2 separate regions of the Sus scrofa genome follow, and region 2 is linked to region 1. The links are chromatin contacts, called in public Hi-C maps. All regions are on one chromosome and are shown on one strand. Each heading gives the region's core, a stretch centred on a gene start, on an enhancer-like site or on the middle of the called end of the contact. The rest is flanking DNA. Distances are from core to core; before and after follow the strand shown. Region 1 overlaps CAT (catalase). Region 2 overlaps NAT10 (RNA cytidine acetyltransferase).

Region 1 (7,724 bases), core at 3,312-5,811:
AGTGTGGATCACAAATAAAGGCAATTCTCTTAAGTTTTTTTTCAATAAAGGGGAGCAGATTCAAGGGGTCAATAATAAGAGAGGCCTATGAGATCAAGAGAGGATTTGAGCAGCAGATTTGCATGCTAAGAGGAACCAGGTAGAATTCCAGGACAGTCAGGAGGGCTTGGACCAGTGCTTGTAGCGGGGCTAGGCCTCAATATGAACAGAACTCATCTCTGTCAATAGGAAGGAAAGAAGAGCACATGGATGTTGATGCTGGCAGGTGGGAGGATTTTGATGGAGAAAAGGGAAATTTCCCTGTCCTTGATGGAATAGGAGCAGAGGGAGAGTTTACTGAGGAAGGAAAAATAGGTTTCCAGGAAGTGCTGAGGGTCCACTTGAGTTTGTTGTCAAATTTTACAAGCCCAGCCAGCGGGGCTGTGTTTTGCTCCAGCCAGACATTTCCAGAGTAAGAAGTGACAAAGTGAGAGCCTGGGTTCTGGAGCGGTTATCATTTTGAACTATGAAATCTAACCAGAATAAGCAGGGAAGTAAGGACGTGAAGAGGACAATGACCAGTGAAGTTTCTAGTGGTGTTGAAGAACTGATGGAAGGAGAAGTCTACAGGAAATTAGGCTATGTTCACACACACACACACACACACACACAGGCTTCGTGGGTAACAGTACATGTCCTTGCCCTTTGACTTAAGTGCTGCCTAAGTGCCCATCAATAGATGAATGGATTTAAAAGATGTGCTATATAATGGAATATTAGCCATAAAAAAGAATGAAATCTTGCCATCTGCAAAGTAGGATGGACCTAAAGGGTATTATGCTCAGTAAAATAAGTTAAAGACAAATTCTGTATGATTTCACTTATATGTGGCATCTATAAAACAAAATAAATGAACAAACATAACAAAGTTGCCACAGGAAAGGGTGGGGGGGGGAATAGATGAGGGATATTAATTAAGATGTACAAATTCCCAGTTGCAAAATAAATGAGTCATAGGTATGAGATGTACCGTGTGAGGAATACAATCAGTAACTATGTAATATCTTTGCACGGGGACATATCATAACTGATTTATCGTCATGATCATTTTGAAATGCACTGAAATACTGAATCACTAGGTTGTGTAACAGGAGCATAGTATACTTCATCAATAATCAAAGTCATAGAAAAAGAGATCAGATGTGTAGTTACTATCAGGTGGGGGACAGAGGGAAGGGGACTTAGAGAAAGGCAGTCAAAAGGTCCAAACTTGTAGTTACAAGATAAACAAGTACTAGAAATGGAAGGTACAACATGATAAATATAATTAACACTGCTCTTAAGTTATAACACATGAAAATCATTAGGAGGAAATGCTAAGAGATCTTATCACAAGAAGAAAATTTTTTTCTTTTTGTCTTTTTTTAGGGCCACACCCATGGGATATGGAGGTTCCCAGGCTAGGAGTTGATCAGAGCTGTAGCCGCCAGCCTAAGCCACAGCCACAGCCACAGCCACACAAGATCCGAGCTGCATATGCAACCTACACCACAGCTCACAGAACACTGGATCCTTAACCCACTGAGCAAGGCCAGGGATTGACCCTGCGTCCTCACAGGTACTAGTCAGGTTCGTTACCACTGAGCCACCGCGGGAACTCCAGAAAATGATTTTCTGTTTCTTTAATGCTGTATCTGTATGAGATGATGAATGTTCACTAAACGCACTGTGATAACACTTCATGATGTGAGTTCAATCATTATACTGTATGCCTTAAACCTATACAGTGCTGTATGTCAATTGTAACTCAGTAAAACTGGGAAGAAAAAACTGAAAACTAAAATTTTAAAAATTAAAACTCATTATCAGATAACGAAGTAAGCTAAGGAACAAGAGATCCAAGTAATTTTCAAGTAATTTTCCAAGTAATTTTCAAAGCAGCACAATGTGCTGCTTTCCCAATAGAATAACGGTCTGGTCCCCTGTGTCTCAGAGGCTGTGCCTAAAGGCTATCGGTTTAAGCAAAGCGCATACTAGTGAAGCTGGATTTTTTGCTCTTTTTAGGGCCACACCCGCAGCATATGGAAGTTCCCAGACTAGGGGTCAAATCAGAGCTGCAGCTGCCAGCCTACACCACAGCCACAGCAACGCTAGATCTGAGCTGCGTCTGCGACCTACACCACAACTCACGGTAACGCTGGATCCCTGACCCACTGAGCAAAGCCAGAGATTGAACCCACATCCTCATGGATACTAGTTGGGTTTATTCCCGCTGTGCCACAACGGGAACTCCCAAAGTTGGCATTTTTAATTTTAAGGGTAAGCATTTGGTAACATAGGATATTTAAATTAAGTATCTTAAGACATTCCAAGTTAGACATGGAGCCTAAATAAATCAAATACCAGTCTTCTATTTTTAAGTGCAGATTATTTTATTGTAAAAATGTAAGCAATTACAAATCAGTCTGTTGCAAAAATCAATGCTGTATTAGCATAAATGTAATTCCCAGTTTTAAAAAATCTCATCAGTTCCAAGCAGGATTAAACATTAAGTCATGATGGTACTGAAGTTATTTTCAAAAGACCCCAAAGCATTAGGTATATTTTTCCTATATGGAACTTGGAAAAATCAAAATTTCTGAGTGGATTATTTTCATCTTTTCTTCTTATATAATTATGGCCATATTTTTATATAATAGTTCACGAGATGATAATGTAAAGATATTCATTTTGCCAAGGTTTTTTCTTATCAAATAAAATCATATATCTGCTAGAAATTTTCACTCTGGTTGTTTTAAGTGAATAATCAACTGTCAAAGGCAAATACACATTCCCTTTAAATGACTGTTCAGCCCTAACCTTCACTTACCCCTAGGAAAGTAGCATTCAAAGCCATTATTGCATTATTTGCTACAGAAACCTGGATTATCATTTTACAGACAGAAGCTTGCATTTGCATGTCTAGCACAGGAGAATCTTGCATCCAGTGACGAATGGGTATGTGTGTGAATTCCATGTTTTGCTTCAGAGGCAGACGGCAACTTGGTGCAGGATCAGGGCCCCCGACCCTCACAGGTTAGCTTTCTCCCTTGCAGCCAAGTGAGATCCAGCCTGCACATAGGTGTGAACTGCATTCTGTTTCAAAAAAACAAGACCAGCAGGTTAATTAACTCACTCGACAGCAGCAACTTGGTATTTATCTTAGCTTTAATTTGTGCTCCGATGAAAGTAACCATTCAAAATGTGTTCACCTTAAACTGTCTTATCCTGCCCAGGGCTAAAATGAAGAGTGTGTGTTCTTTCTATCTGTTTCAAACGAGATTCTGAACAGTGGCTTAAGAATTGGAAGAGGAGTTCCCGTCGTGGTGCAGTGGTTAATGAATCTGACTGGGAACTATGAGGTTGCGGGTTGGGTCCCTGCCCTTGCTCAGTGGGTTAACGATCCGGAGTTGCCCTGAGCTGTGGTGTAGGTTGCAGACATGGCTCGGATCCCGCGTTGCTGTGGCTCTAGTGTAGGCCAGTGGCTACAGCTCCGATTGGACCCCTAGCCTGGGAACCTCCATATGCCGCGGGAGCGGCCCAAGAAATAGCAAAAAGACAAAAAAAAAAAAAAAAAAAAAAGAATTGGAAGAGTTGTCCCTGAAGAGAATCAACATAACAGGAAGCCCAGTGTGCGGATCCAGACATGCCTTCCCCGGCACAGCTGAGCTGCTCAGGGCTCACCTTTGGTTTCTCAGCATTGTATTTGTCCAGAAGAGCCTGAATGCGGGCCCCATAGTCCGGATGGACGTCACTGAAGTTCTTGACCTGAAACCAAATGAAAATATTGTAAACATCCCCCCAGCCCCCTCCTAGGCCAGTCCCCAGGGTCTGCTTCACAGCGGTCACTCCACAGGTACAGAAGGACACTTCCACCGAACACAGAGCCACAGGATTTACCAATGGAGTAAAGACGTGCAGGGTCTGGAGAAAACCCGGACATATCTTGGCTGGGCGACCTTGGAGAAGCCGTTCAGCAGAGCTTCAATATCCACTCCCCATAAAATAAGTGAGATAATTCAACCTGTCTCATACTGTCCGATATCCACCCTCCATAAACATGAGACCGTTAAATCCACCTCAAAGAGTATTGTGAGAAAAACACCTTATGAGGTGAGCTGTACGGATGGCATATAAAGAGCCAACCTCAGAGTAACTCAACAAATTTTAGTGATTTGTATTAAGAAACACGCCCAGATACTGCCTGAATTTAAAGTGAGCAATCAAACACTGGCCCCTGCTGGGTAACCTCACATACTTTTATTTCCTGTCTCTTCTGGGGCCACACCAGCAGCACATGGAGATTCCCAGGCTAGGGGTCTAATCGGAGCTGTAGCTGCTGGCGACAGCCACAGCCACAGCAATGCCAGAGCCAAGCCGCATCTGCAACTTACACCACAGCTCCTGGTAACGCCGGATCCTTAACCCACTGAGCGAGGCCAGGGATCGAACCCGCAGCCTCATGGTTCCTACTTGGATCCGTTTCCACTGTGCCATAGAGGGACCTCCCAACTTCACATACTTTAAGCAAGAATTCCTGACCAAGCAGACAGCAGGAGGTGAGTCATCAAGAATCTGCAGGAGGCCTTGCAACCACAGTACATGTGAGAGGATAAGAAGGTCAAGGGTTTGAGCCCAGTTCTGCTACTTACAAACTGTCTTATTCTCATCAAAGACGAAAAAAATCCGCCCCATCTACCTCGCAGTGCAACAGTCAGGCTCTCTGCCCAAGACAGCAAGAAGTACAAGTGGGCACCTGCCATACACACACTCGTGAAAGACAGTTAGAGACACAGAATTTTGCCTGCTGGAATTTTGCCTGCTGGTACTTGTCTCCAGGCCTCAGAACTCATCCCAGCAGCTACCTCTCTGATCAAAGCAGCAACCAAGACACAAGGAAATAGCTGGTCCCTAAGTTTACAAGAGGCAGACTCCTGTGGCAGGTCTGAAGACCACTGTGAGTACAAAGCACAATGAGCTACCATCAGAAATCCCCTGGCACCTCAGCACAAAAGGTCAGCATGAGTTTTGGAAGCAGCTTAGCCCTTTTCCCAGAAAACGTGCACGTTTCTAGTTGCTTCTGAAGGAGGGTCAGGTATTGTAACATAAAAGGTCAGGCAGACCTCAAACCATAAAAATTATTTCTTATTATCTCAAATCTAAGCAAAATTGTGGCAGGACTCACATTTTGATATTGGACAATATTGTCCTACATAGAATTTGACGGCAGTCGAATTGAACAGCATAGAAGACAACGGACCCTAAACGCCACTAAATTACCACATATTAGACCAAACTAAGGGTCAATGGCTATGGCATATCCACTGGAGATAGAACACAGAGAGGAAAGAATCAAAGGTTGATTGAGGATTCATACTAATTTTTTAAGTCTGTTAGGCTCAAGTAAAAAAAATGACATTTTCCCTTTGCAGGGTTCTCTCACATAGCTGCATTCTCTTCTCCTGCCAGCAGGTGCCACCCTTTAGCTGACAGAGTAGCACTCACCGCTTTCTTCTGGATGAACAGTTGTGCGTCTTTCAGATGACCCGCAATGTTCTCACACAGGCGTTTCCTCTCCTCCTCATTCAGTACGTTCAAATAGAAAGTCCGCACCTGTTCAATAAAAATGGGCACAGTGCAGAGAATCAAATAACCACTTCATCACAAACAAAACTCACCCCAAATGTCACTTTTGAAAGAGAGATGTGAGATTTCTTGTTGGTATAACAAGAATGAATAATTTAAAATGACAGTTGAAACTGTCACATGTTGAGTTCCTTACTTTTCGTTTTATTTCATTTTAAGTAAAACAGGGAGATGATAGCTCAAAACTTCTTTTTAGTAATGTTCTTTGTGGTCACAGCTTATGAATCTCTTATAAATAGAAGGTCGTGCACCTACAATTAAAAGTGCCACCACACCTTACTACGGACAAGTGGAGAATGTGCAGGCTGTCATCAGATGTAAGCTCAGCACAGTACGACCTTTGTTCAGTTCACCCAGAACCAAAGAGGAAAACACCCTAATTCATTAAATAGGTCAGAAGCCAAGTTTTCTTGGAGAAGACAGATGTTAATGGTATTTTGCTTAGATTATTGGGTTTACCTCTAAATGAATATCCATAGGTTAAAGTGAAAAATAAAAGCTCAGGAGTTCCCATCGTGGCACAGCGGAAACGAATCCAACTAGGAACCACAAGGTTGCGGGTTCGATCCCTGGCTTCGCTCAGTGGGTTCAGGATCCGGTATTGCCGAGAGCTGTGGTGTAGGTCACAGATGCAGCTCAGATCTGGCATGGCTGTGGCTGTGGCATAGGCCAGCAGCTACAGCTCCGATTAGACCCCTAGCCTGGGAACCTCCATGTGCTATGGGTGTGGCCCTAAAAGGACAAGAAAATTAAAAATAAAGAAAATAAAAATAAAAGCTCAGTACTAGGTATATGCATCCTAAGAGCCTCTGCTCAATTCTGAAACCAATCATTTCTAAGTTATGAACTATGATTTTATTCTAATATTTCATTCATTTATTCATTGATTCATTATTTTATACTTATCATGCACCTATAATGCACCAGGCATTACCCTATGTACTGCTGTTCTATCAATGTTTATAAAGTCCAAAAATATACAAAGTAGCAAATTCATAAAATATCAAATATTCATAGCTTTTCTAAGTTATCAAATATCAGACCTCAACCCTAGCTTCAGCATTCACCACTGTTCAGAAAAAGGCAGCTTGAAACTTTGAAGTCAAACTAAAGGAGTATCCACAAAGATCTGACTTGCATTTTCTCACGTCTGGCTAACAACCACCACCTACACACAGCTCACCGGCTCACTACAGGAGAGCATGGGCTCCACTGACGGGGCAGCTGTTCCATTTTATTAACCAGATAACGATTCTGCGTCGCTTTACCTGCTCCAACACTTTAACCACAGAGCTTTAAGAGTGGGGCCAAATTCCTCTTAAAGGAAAAGCCACATTTTTACTAGTCTATACAAGTAAGAGAATGATTTTTTTTTTTTCTTTTTAAGTGTAACATGCCTACAGTAAAGAATACCAAACATAAGTGTTAAGGTCAATGACTTCAGTGAACACAAGTGTGTCACAACCACCCAGATCAAGACAGAAAACGCTCAGCTCAGAAATCACCTGCAATATCCCTCCTCAGTCATTACCCCCCTTTCTCCAGTGGCCTTCCCGAGGGCAACTTTTTTTACTTCTAATATTCTGTGTTTTCGCTCTTTTTGAAATGTACACAAGTGGGATCATACAGGCTATATGCTTGATCTTTTGCTCAATGTCATACTTGGAAGATTCATCTCGGTTACTGCTTGTCTGCATACTTCGTGAATTTTCATTGCTCCACAACTGTGGGAATATACTAAGGCTTTTTTATCCAAGCTTGGTTGATGAACACTTGGGTGATGTGAATGAACCGTGTTGTATATGTCTTCTGATGCTCACAGGTACACATTTCTACTGGGAATCTACATAGGAATGCACTTACTAGGTCCAAAGACATGTGTGTGTTCAGTTTTGAATATTGACAAGCTGTTCTCTGAAACATCTGAACCAATTTATACTCACGTTGGAGCTGTTTCTTGTTCTCACAGTATCTGGTACACAGCCTTTTTCATTTTAGTCATTCTGATGCGTACATAGTGGTATCTGTTTATTCTGCATATCCCTGGTGACTAGTAAAAT
Region 2 (7,724 bases), core at 3,572-6,071, 300 kb after region 1:
AGGCCTCGAGCGGGACCGTGTGCACTCGGGTGCCCTCAGGGCAGGGGGCCGTGGGAGTGCTTGCACCCACGGAACACTGGCGCCCAGGGCTGGCCCAGCGTCTGGACTTGCCGCAGGACGTTCGCCGTTCACGGGGCCCTGGGCGGGAGCGTACCAGGTCGTCACTCAGCGTCTTCATCGTGGGCTCCATAACCACGTCCTTCACTGCCACCATCTGCTCCTCGATGGCCTTCTCCTGCACTTCGTTAAACAGCTACAAAAGAGCAAGGCCGGGAAGCAGAAGATGAAGGCGCAGCAGAAACCCAGCAGCGCGTTACCCAGTCACTTAGCACATGCCCCGCATGGTCTAGGAGAGCACACGTTCACGGGAGGAGCAGGGAAACTGACCGACCGGAGACGCCACACTCTGCGCAGGGCACCTCTGGGAGAGAACGCAGAACACTGCAGACACAGCTGGAGCCACCTGCTTCAGTGTATGTGTGTGTGTGTGTGTCAAATACAGCCAAATGCTATCGTTTTTGCATCTTGGGGGAGGGAGTGGGTTTGACACATTTTTTCCAAACGGACCAAAACCCTGCTGAAGGTACCTTCACAACTTTGCGGATGATCCGGTTGAAAAGTCCCATCAACTGGCCTGAGGGCAGCTCGATCTCCTTTTCCAGCTGGTCCACAGACTTGTGCTGCAGGCCAATCCCCAAGAGAAGAGCCTGGAGGACAGGAAATCTGCTGGAGAGGCTGCGGGGACAGGCTCTTGCCCGTGAAAATGGCACCGAGAACCAGAGTTCCTGTCCCTTGGCATCTGGGACAAAACATCAGCTGGCACTATTCTGGGATCTTCTTATTCATCCTGTTACTGGAAACACCCCTCCTGAAATTCCCAAATGAGCTTCTCATCCTGGCAAACAGCTGCTTCACAGCTGCACTAAAAGTAAGAGGTGCTCCTGGAGCTCTGATGAAGCAGAGCAAGAATCAAAGCAACATGGGGGAGCCGAGAAGAATGCGGGTTCAGACTGCAGCTCTACTGCTTGCTAACTGCACGGCTGAGCACAAGGCTAACCTGCGAGCTGAAGAGTCCCCACCTGTAAAAGGTGAGACCACTACCCACCTATCATAACCGAGAGGAATTAAATGCACAAAATTACATGAGCGCGTGCAAACCAATTCCTAGCAGAGAAACTGCTTCACGCAAGACGAGCACACAGCTGCAGGCCACCTACCGACTGGGCAGCAGAGAGGGCCAGGTCCCCCAGCTGGTTCAGGAAGTACAGCCGGGAGATGGCCGGGATCAGGTCCATGATGAGGTGATAGTCCACCATGTTCTGTGAGTACATCTCCAGCCGCTTCAGGTCATAGGGGAGGAAGAGCGCTTCCAGCTCCTCCCGGCACAGGGCTGAATATGTGCAACAGAACCAGGGGGTCAGGGCAGCCAACGGGATCCCCAGACAGCACACGCGACGGTCCCGAGGTGGCACCCCAGGAGCTTCACCCAGAGCAGGGCGGGAGTCCCCTGGAAGTAACCTCCCACCCATATAACATGCCCCACCAGGCAGCCCCGACCCTTCTCCTGCAGAGGGGAGGCAGGGACGGGGACAGGAGACGTGCAACCCTTGCTCAGAGTTCCACGCCAACACAGCAGACCAAGGAAAGTCTGCAGGGCCCTGGGGTGAGAGGAACACGAGGCTCTTCCCCCACTTCGTCCCTTCCCCTCGGGACCTAGCATCACAGAAAGCAGGTGTGCTGCACCCAGCCGAGAAACAGTCTTCCACCCAAGAACTGGCCAAAAAGGGGGCAGACACACATAATTAGCAACAGGAAAAAACCCACAGCTGTTGTGTAAGCTCATGATCCCTTACACCTTTTTTGTGTTTTAAATATTCAAACAGAATTTACATGCCCAAAGCACTTGTATGTGTTGGTCACAGAAGGCTGGCAGCATGGTCTTGTTACAAGTTCATGAATGAGGAAACAGCCTCAGAATCGGGCTTGTTAGCCTAGCTCACACAGGACTTAGATCGGGTTCTGTAACTGACCAGCTGTAGGGCTGTGTGGACACCTCTAAAGCCAAGTCACATCCCCCAAGCCTTGTCATGAAGATGAAAGGCACAGTGGGTGATGGTGTCGCTGAGGCAGAGCGGGGCCCTACTGAGGAGCCGCGGGGAGATACAGGCTTGGAACAACCCCCCTCCCACACCCCCAGCCCCAACCCCAGTCCTAGTTCAGCCCTCTCCCTGGACCACACGCCTGGCCACCTCCCGTCTCGCACAACCAAGCGCCACCAGCCCTGCCGCTGCCCCACTAGCTCACCTGGCTGCGTGGGTTTCCCGATGTTTCTGTTCTGAAGGATGTTCAGAGCCAGGGGAGGAGAGAAGGCACTGAACTGGTAGGACAGCAGGGCCAGGAACCGCCTTCGGAAATCTGCGGGTCCAACCACACCGTCAGAGGTCTGCAGGCCCTCGGGGCCCCTCACCCTGCGGCTCCCCCCTCCCCCACTCACCCTTCCAAAAAGCTGAGAGCCAGGCGCCCCGGTCGGCCTCATCCTCGTCCGTCAGCGTCTTCACCATGATGCATGAGTGCTCTCCAGTCAGGTCATTCTGGGAGACACAAGACCCCCTTCTAAGAAGGACGTCATTGCTAAACGGCAAACACAGGGAAGGCAGGCTCCTGGCGCCCAGGGGCCCGCACTTCCTCCCCGGCAGGAGAGGGGGCCTCGCCTACACGACAGCCTTCAGAGGCCACTTAGTGCTGCCACTTCTGAGCAGGTGCCCCAGTGACGGCGCAGGCCTGCTCAGACCTTCGGGGCACGCCTTCTGCTCTGGACCCGAGGAGTGAGCCACTTGCCCAAATCAGCCAGATTCTGAACTTGGCGTCATTAGAACTTGAACACCACACGATTCAATCAGCATGTCTTGGGTGCTTATAGTAAAAAAAAAAAAAAAAAAAAAAAAAAAAAATCCATGGCCACAACCCAGCGTGGCTAGAGTTCCCCTGCTGCAACTGGTTCACAAGTGCAGGCTCCTTTAGGTGCTAAAAAGCGACCACGGGTTTTAAAGATTTTACTACACACAACTGCAACGCCCAACACCATAAAAATTACCTAATGGGTTTCAACCGAAGGGCATTCAAGTCACAAACAAGCAGTGCGGGGAAAGAGACTGAAGGGGCGTTCCGCGGTCTGGGCTGAACTCTCTGCGATTCGTGCTCCTTGCAGTTGACTGCCAGATTTACACCCCAGCCTTGACCAAACTCGGTGACAAGGAACCAGCCCCTCTACAGCTGCTCCTGCCACGTGGAAGCAGCCACCCACCCAGCGGTCCTCACCTGCCCCACTTTAAACTCTCAAATGGGCACCTCTCTGGGATAGTGACCTTGAGCTCCCCAAATCAAGCCTCCAACACTCCCTCTCAGCCCCTGACCTCCCTTCTTTCGGAAAAGAGGTGCAATGAGAACTTGCTCATGCTCTCGACACCCACTCAACCAGCGGACCGACATCTCCCATGCCCAGGCTCTCCGCCCGCCTCCTGCACTCCAGGTCCCACCCTCCTCTCCTCCAGGCGGGCACTCCTGCCATCAGCCCTCGTGGCCTGTATTCGCGCCAGCTCTACAGGATCATACCCTCCAGCACACAAACATGTTCTAGAATCTCCCATCTGATAAACCCGCCGTAACGCCAACCTCCCTCCAGCCGCCTTGTTCCTCTGCTCCCTTTGCTTCGTGGAAGAGTCGTGCATTCCGTCTGTTCCCCACCTCCCACTCTCTCTGGTGGCCAATCCCTCCATGCCACCGAGACTGCTGCCATTCAGATCACCAATGCCACCAAGCCCAACGGCCGTTTGTCCCCATCTTATGGGCTCTCTGACAGCAACGATTCCCCTTCCTGACACATGCATTTATGTTGGCTTCTGACAACACCTTCCTGACTTGCTCCTACAAAGGAAGGCTCCTGCTTCTCCACCTCCCTTGCTGTGTTTTCTGGCTCATTCTTCTAAACACTGGAGACGCCAAGGACTCATCCTCTTTGCTTTCAGTTCCTATTTCTAACAACTTTAAAACTTATTCACTGATGAGATTATTTACCGAACACATACTACACATAACAGATGCTATGAAGTACTGGGGGTACAGCTGTGAAGGAAACAGACCCCTCGAAATCCTCGACCCCAGGCTGTATATGCTGAGGGCTCTCAAATTTGTCTCCGGCCCCAGGCTCCCCTGTGAACTACAGATTCCCACAGTCAACTGCCTACTTCCTTATTTCCACTTAGCTGCCTCGCAGGCATCTCACACCACGGTGCCAAACACAATCCCCACGTTCACCTCCAAACCCGGTCCTCCCGCCATGAGTCTTATCTCAGCGAACAGCACCTCCGACACGGTTTCTCACCTAGTCTCTCAAGCCAAAAACCTAAGCTCTAGCCAGAGCCTTCCGTTCACTCACCTGCCACATTCCCCCTCCTTCATCTCATCAGTTCACCTCCCAACACACTTGCCACCTGGCCACCTCCCTCCAGCTCACCACGTCCTCCTCAGCCAAACCACCGCATCTCTCACGCACTCATCTCCCCGCCTCTACTCGTCTACACAGCAGCCCCAGCACCTCTCCCCAACTCCTCCCTCCAACGGAGCAGGAAAGGAACCCAGGCCCTGCCCAGAGCCCCCTGCCCGGCCGCGAACCACCACCCTTTCCTTCTCAGGGCCCTCCGGCCACACTGAACTTGTGCACCTCCAATCACCACTTCCTCTCCACCCCACGTCCTCACACGCGCTGTGCCCTCTGCTCCAGGAAATGCTCTTTCCTGCAGGCAGGCCTGTCATATGGCCGGTCCGCTCTCATCATTCAGGCTGTGGTCTGGAAGGTCATCGACGCCTCAGAAGCCTGACTGCTCATCACATTACACTATGATTTCAGTAGCTGGTTTTCCTGGCGGCACATACCACGACCTGAAAATTTCTCGTTCATTCACTTGTTACCTATTTCTACCCATCTGAACTTTGTGGCTTCTCTTGCTCGCCATCTGATTCAGGGGAGGTGCCAAATAAATTCTTTATGAGAACTATCTCTCCCCTTCCCTATTCCCTTCTTTGTCTGGCATCCACAGTCACATCCCTCCTGCAGATGCCAACTTCCGATGCGAGTCTGCGCAACTGCACTCCTTCCCTAAAACCACTCTCTTCCTTTTTAAAAAAAAATAAAATAAAGGGAGTGCCCATGGTGGCTTAGTGGTAAGGAGGCAGGTTCGATCCCTGGCCTTGCTCAGTGGGTTAAGGATCTGGTGTTGCCATGAGCTATGGTGTAGATCACAGGTGTGGCTCGGATCTGGCGTTGCTATGGCTGGGGTATAGGCTGGCAGCTGCAGCTCCAATTCAACCCCTAGCCTGAAACCTTCAATATGCTGCAAGTGTGGCCTTTAAAAGCAAAAAAACCACCTCCCCCCCAAATCCCACAAATTCAAAGAGGCTCCCAGATTACAGGACTGAAGAATCTGGTAAACAAGTCTACATGCACCCTCTGCCACCTTAGAATTGAGCACAAAGCCACTGCACTGTGTAGTGGGGAAGAGGTGTGACCACATGGCCTTTCTGTGAGGCTGGCTGCTCTGGGAGCCATCAGAACAGACCTGTTGGTAACAGAGGCCTGCTGACTCAGAGCACAATGCAAGGCACCAAGGCTTTGCAAGGACAGACCTGTCACCAACCCCTCTGCCAGATGCCTCACTCACCGGGGTCTGTCTCAGATAAACAGGAACAAACCCAGCTCGTTTCCAGAATCTGTAAAGATACAAAGAGAGCAGGTCACTGTGTGCGCCTTCTAGGAGCAGCTGACACATAAAGCTGGTTAGAGCCAGGGGTGCGGGGAGTCAACAGGCAGCTGACAAAGACGCGGCCGGCAAGGCGGGCAGCAGCCCACCGAATGCTCATTCAGGACCCCGAGGCCAAAGGGATGCTGCTGGCAGGAAGGGCAGGCCAACCCTTACTTGAGGAGCCTGGGGGTCAAGCCGTAGGACACCCCCAGGTAATCCAGGCGCTCGGCGGGCCTCTCGTTCAGTTTGAGAAGCAAGGGAGGCAGGTCCTTCCGGGGAGTGACAACCTCTTCCAGCAAGCTGACGGCCTGAGGATGCCAGGGGAGGGCACGGACCCCGGCGGGGGGGAAGAAAGGTTAGCGACAGGCCCAAGCACCCCTGTCCCACCAGGCTCTAGATGAACAGCAAAAACCAGGACAGGTTTCTTGGTTTGTTCCCATGGTTTTTAAAATATAAAAGCACCACTAAGTCCAGTGATCACCCCAAGGGATACCAAACCCCTCGACATGCGTGCATTCACACTGCTCGGAACCCAGGATGCCAAAAGGAGCCTACAGTTGAGAAAAGCCTAACAGATGTTCAGAGAGACAGAGGTAGGGTTCTGAAGGCACAGGTTTGTCACCGGATGGCTCGGCTCTTGGGAACTGATACCTCTGAGCCTGACCTTAATTACAAGTCCCTTTCCCCATCTCCTGGACAGGCACACGGCAAAAACTAGATGAAGGCGTGTGAAAAGCCGCCCCGGTTCCTAGCGTTACTCACTCCTACCCAGGAAGACGGAGCTTCCCTCGGCTTGGGTTCAGTACGAAGAGGAGAAGGCTGAAAAGCAGTGGTTTTAAGCCGGAACATGCATCGGCTTCACGTGGGAGCTTGTTAAGGCAGACCACTGGGCCCCGCACGGAGCCTCGGCTCGAGGCGGTCTGGGCCCAGCTCAAGAACCGGGCTCTACCAAGTTCCCAGGTGATGCTGATGAAGCTCATCCAAGGGCCCCACGGGGAGAAAGAGCAGCTTCTCCTAAATCAGCGAGGAAACCTGCCGCTAGAGCTGAGAGCCCAGCCCACAGCCAGTGGCCCACGAGGCTCCCAAGGACCCAGGCAATCCGTCTCCCGGGAAGCCGGAGCTCGGCCAGACGGCGCTCACCTCACTGCTGACGGTGTGAATCTCTTGTGACGTCTCGAGGGCCTTCTCCTCGAGACAAGGGAATCTGCCTTCGTAGTACATCTGCAGCAGCTGCAGGGCTCGGCTGCCATAGCCCATCTGGAAGCAAACCCGGGGGAACAGGCGAAGGGAAGAGAAATGTCCTCAGAGTCCAAACAACTTCTGCGCCCCTGTATTGCTTCTAGAAAGCCTTCATGCCGAGATCCAATGAAACCCCTCAACGGGCTGAAGCAGAGCCCCTTAGTGTGGAATGACTCCCCCTCTCCAGCTGCCTGGCCCATCAAGAGCAGCCCACCTGCCACATGAGCGTGAGGATGACTGGCTGTGCTTTCTGGTCCACAGGTCAGCCAGCTCCAAACAGATGACTCTACACCTAACTCCTCGTTGGGGTCTTTGATGAGGCAGGAGGTAACCATGGGAAGCAGATCTGGCTCACAGGTCCCCTGTCCTCACGAAGGAAGGGTGAGCACATCCCATGACCCTGCCCACCCGCCCACCCCCAGCCCTGGGAAAACCACCCACAGCAGAGGGGAGCTCGGATCTGCTAATCCGTGACCAGCTTCCCGGAACTTCTACTCCTTGACCAGCTTCGTATTTAAACAAGTGCACCTGCCCTAAGGAGTGGCCAGCAACACAGCTGTGGCTCATAACAGCACATCAGGTTTGAAGGCACCAGGGCACCTTACCCCTTGATAATCCGGGTGAACAGCAATGCGAACAACTCTTCCACCAGAAAGGCCAGCGAAGTCTGGATCTTGGAACTGTGGG

What was found. A called contact is a pair of places that touch in the nucleus more often than the background predicts.
Region 2: a contact with region 1 is called in a Hi-C map of alveolar macrophages, with 2.9 times the contacts expected there. The contact joins two enhancer-like sites. A contact is called at or near these places in 11 of 47 Hi-C or Micro-C datasets (alveolar macrophages, embryonic fibroblasts, fetal skeletal muscle and 7 more) and 2 of 2 datasets of contacts at active chromatin or transcription factors (alveolar macrophages and skeletal muscle).

The regions. Positions count from the first base shown.
Region 1 is chr2:26,491,275-26,498,998 of Sscrofa11.1, forward strand. It overlaps CAT (catalase), which reads right to left. Exons shown (of 13, transcript NM_214301.2): 11 at 5,524-5,631; 12 at 3,703-3,786; 13 at 2,391-3,114. The coding sequence ends at 3,049. Among named protein-coding and RNA genes, the nearest start is that of ELF5, 38 kb to the left of the region's middle. Within about 2 kb of position 4,562, at least 4 of the 83 cell types and tissues checked have an H3K27ac peak or open chromatin away from gene starts, as enhancers often do. A contact at or near this core is called in alveolar macrophages, where this site is marked.
Region 2 is chr2:26,791,635-26,799,358 of Sscrofa11.1, forward strand. NAT10 (RNA cytidine acetyltransferase) reads right to left here. Exons shown (of 29, transcript XM_003122875.5): 18 at 7,643-7,717; 19 at 6,939-7,055; 20 at 5,973-6,106; 21 at 5,718-5,766; 22 at 2,495-2,591; 23 at 2,305-2,415; 24 at 1,218-1,390; 25 at 588-707; 26 at 155-253. Among named protein-coding and RNA genes, the nearest start is that of NAT10, 32 kb to the right of the region's middle. Within about 2 kb of position 4,822, at least 1 of the 83 cell types and tissues checked has an H3K27ac peak or open chromatin away from gene starts, as enhancers often do. A contact at or near this core is called in alveolar macrophages, where this site is marked.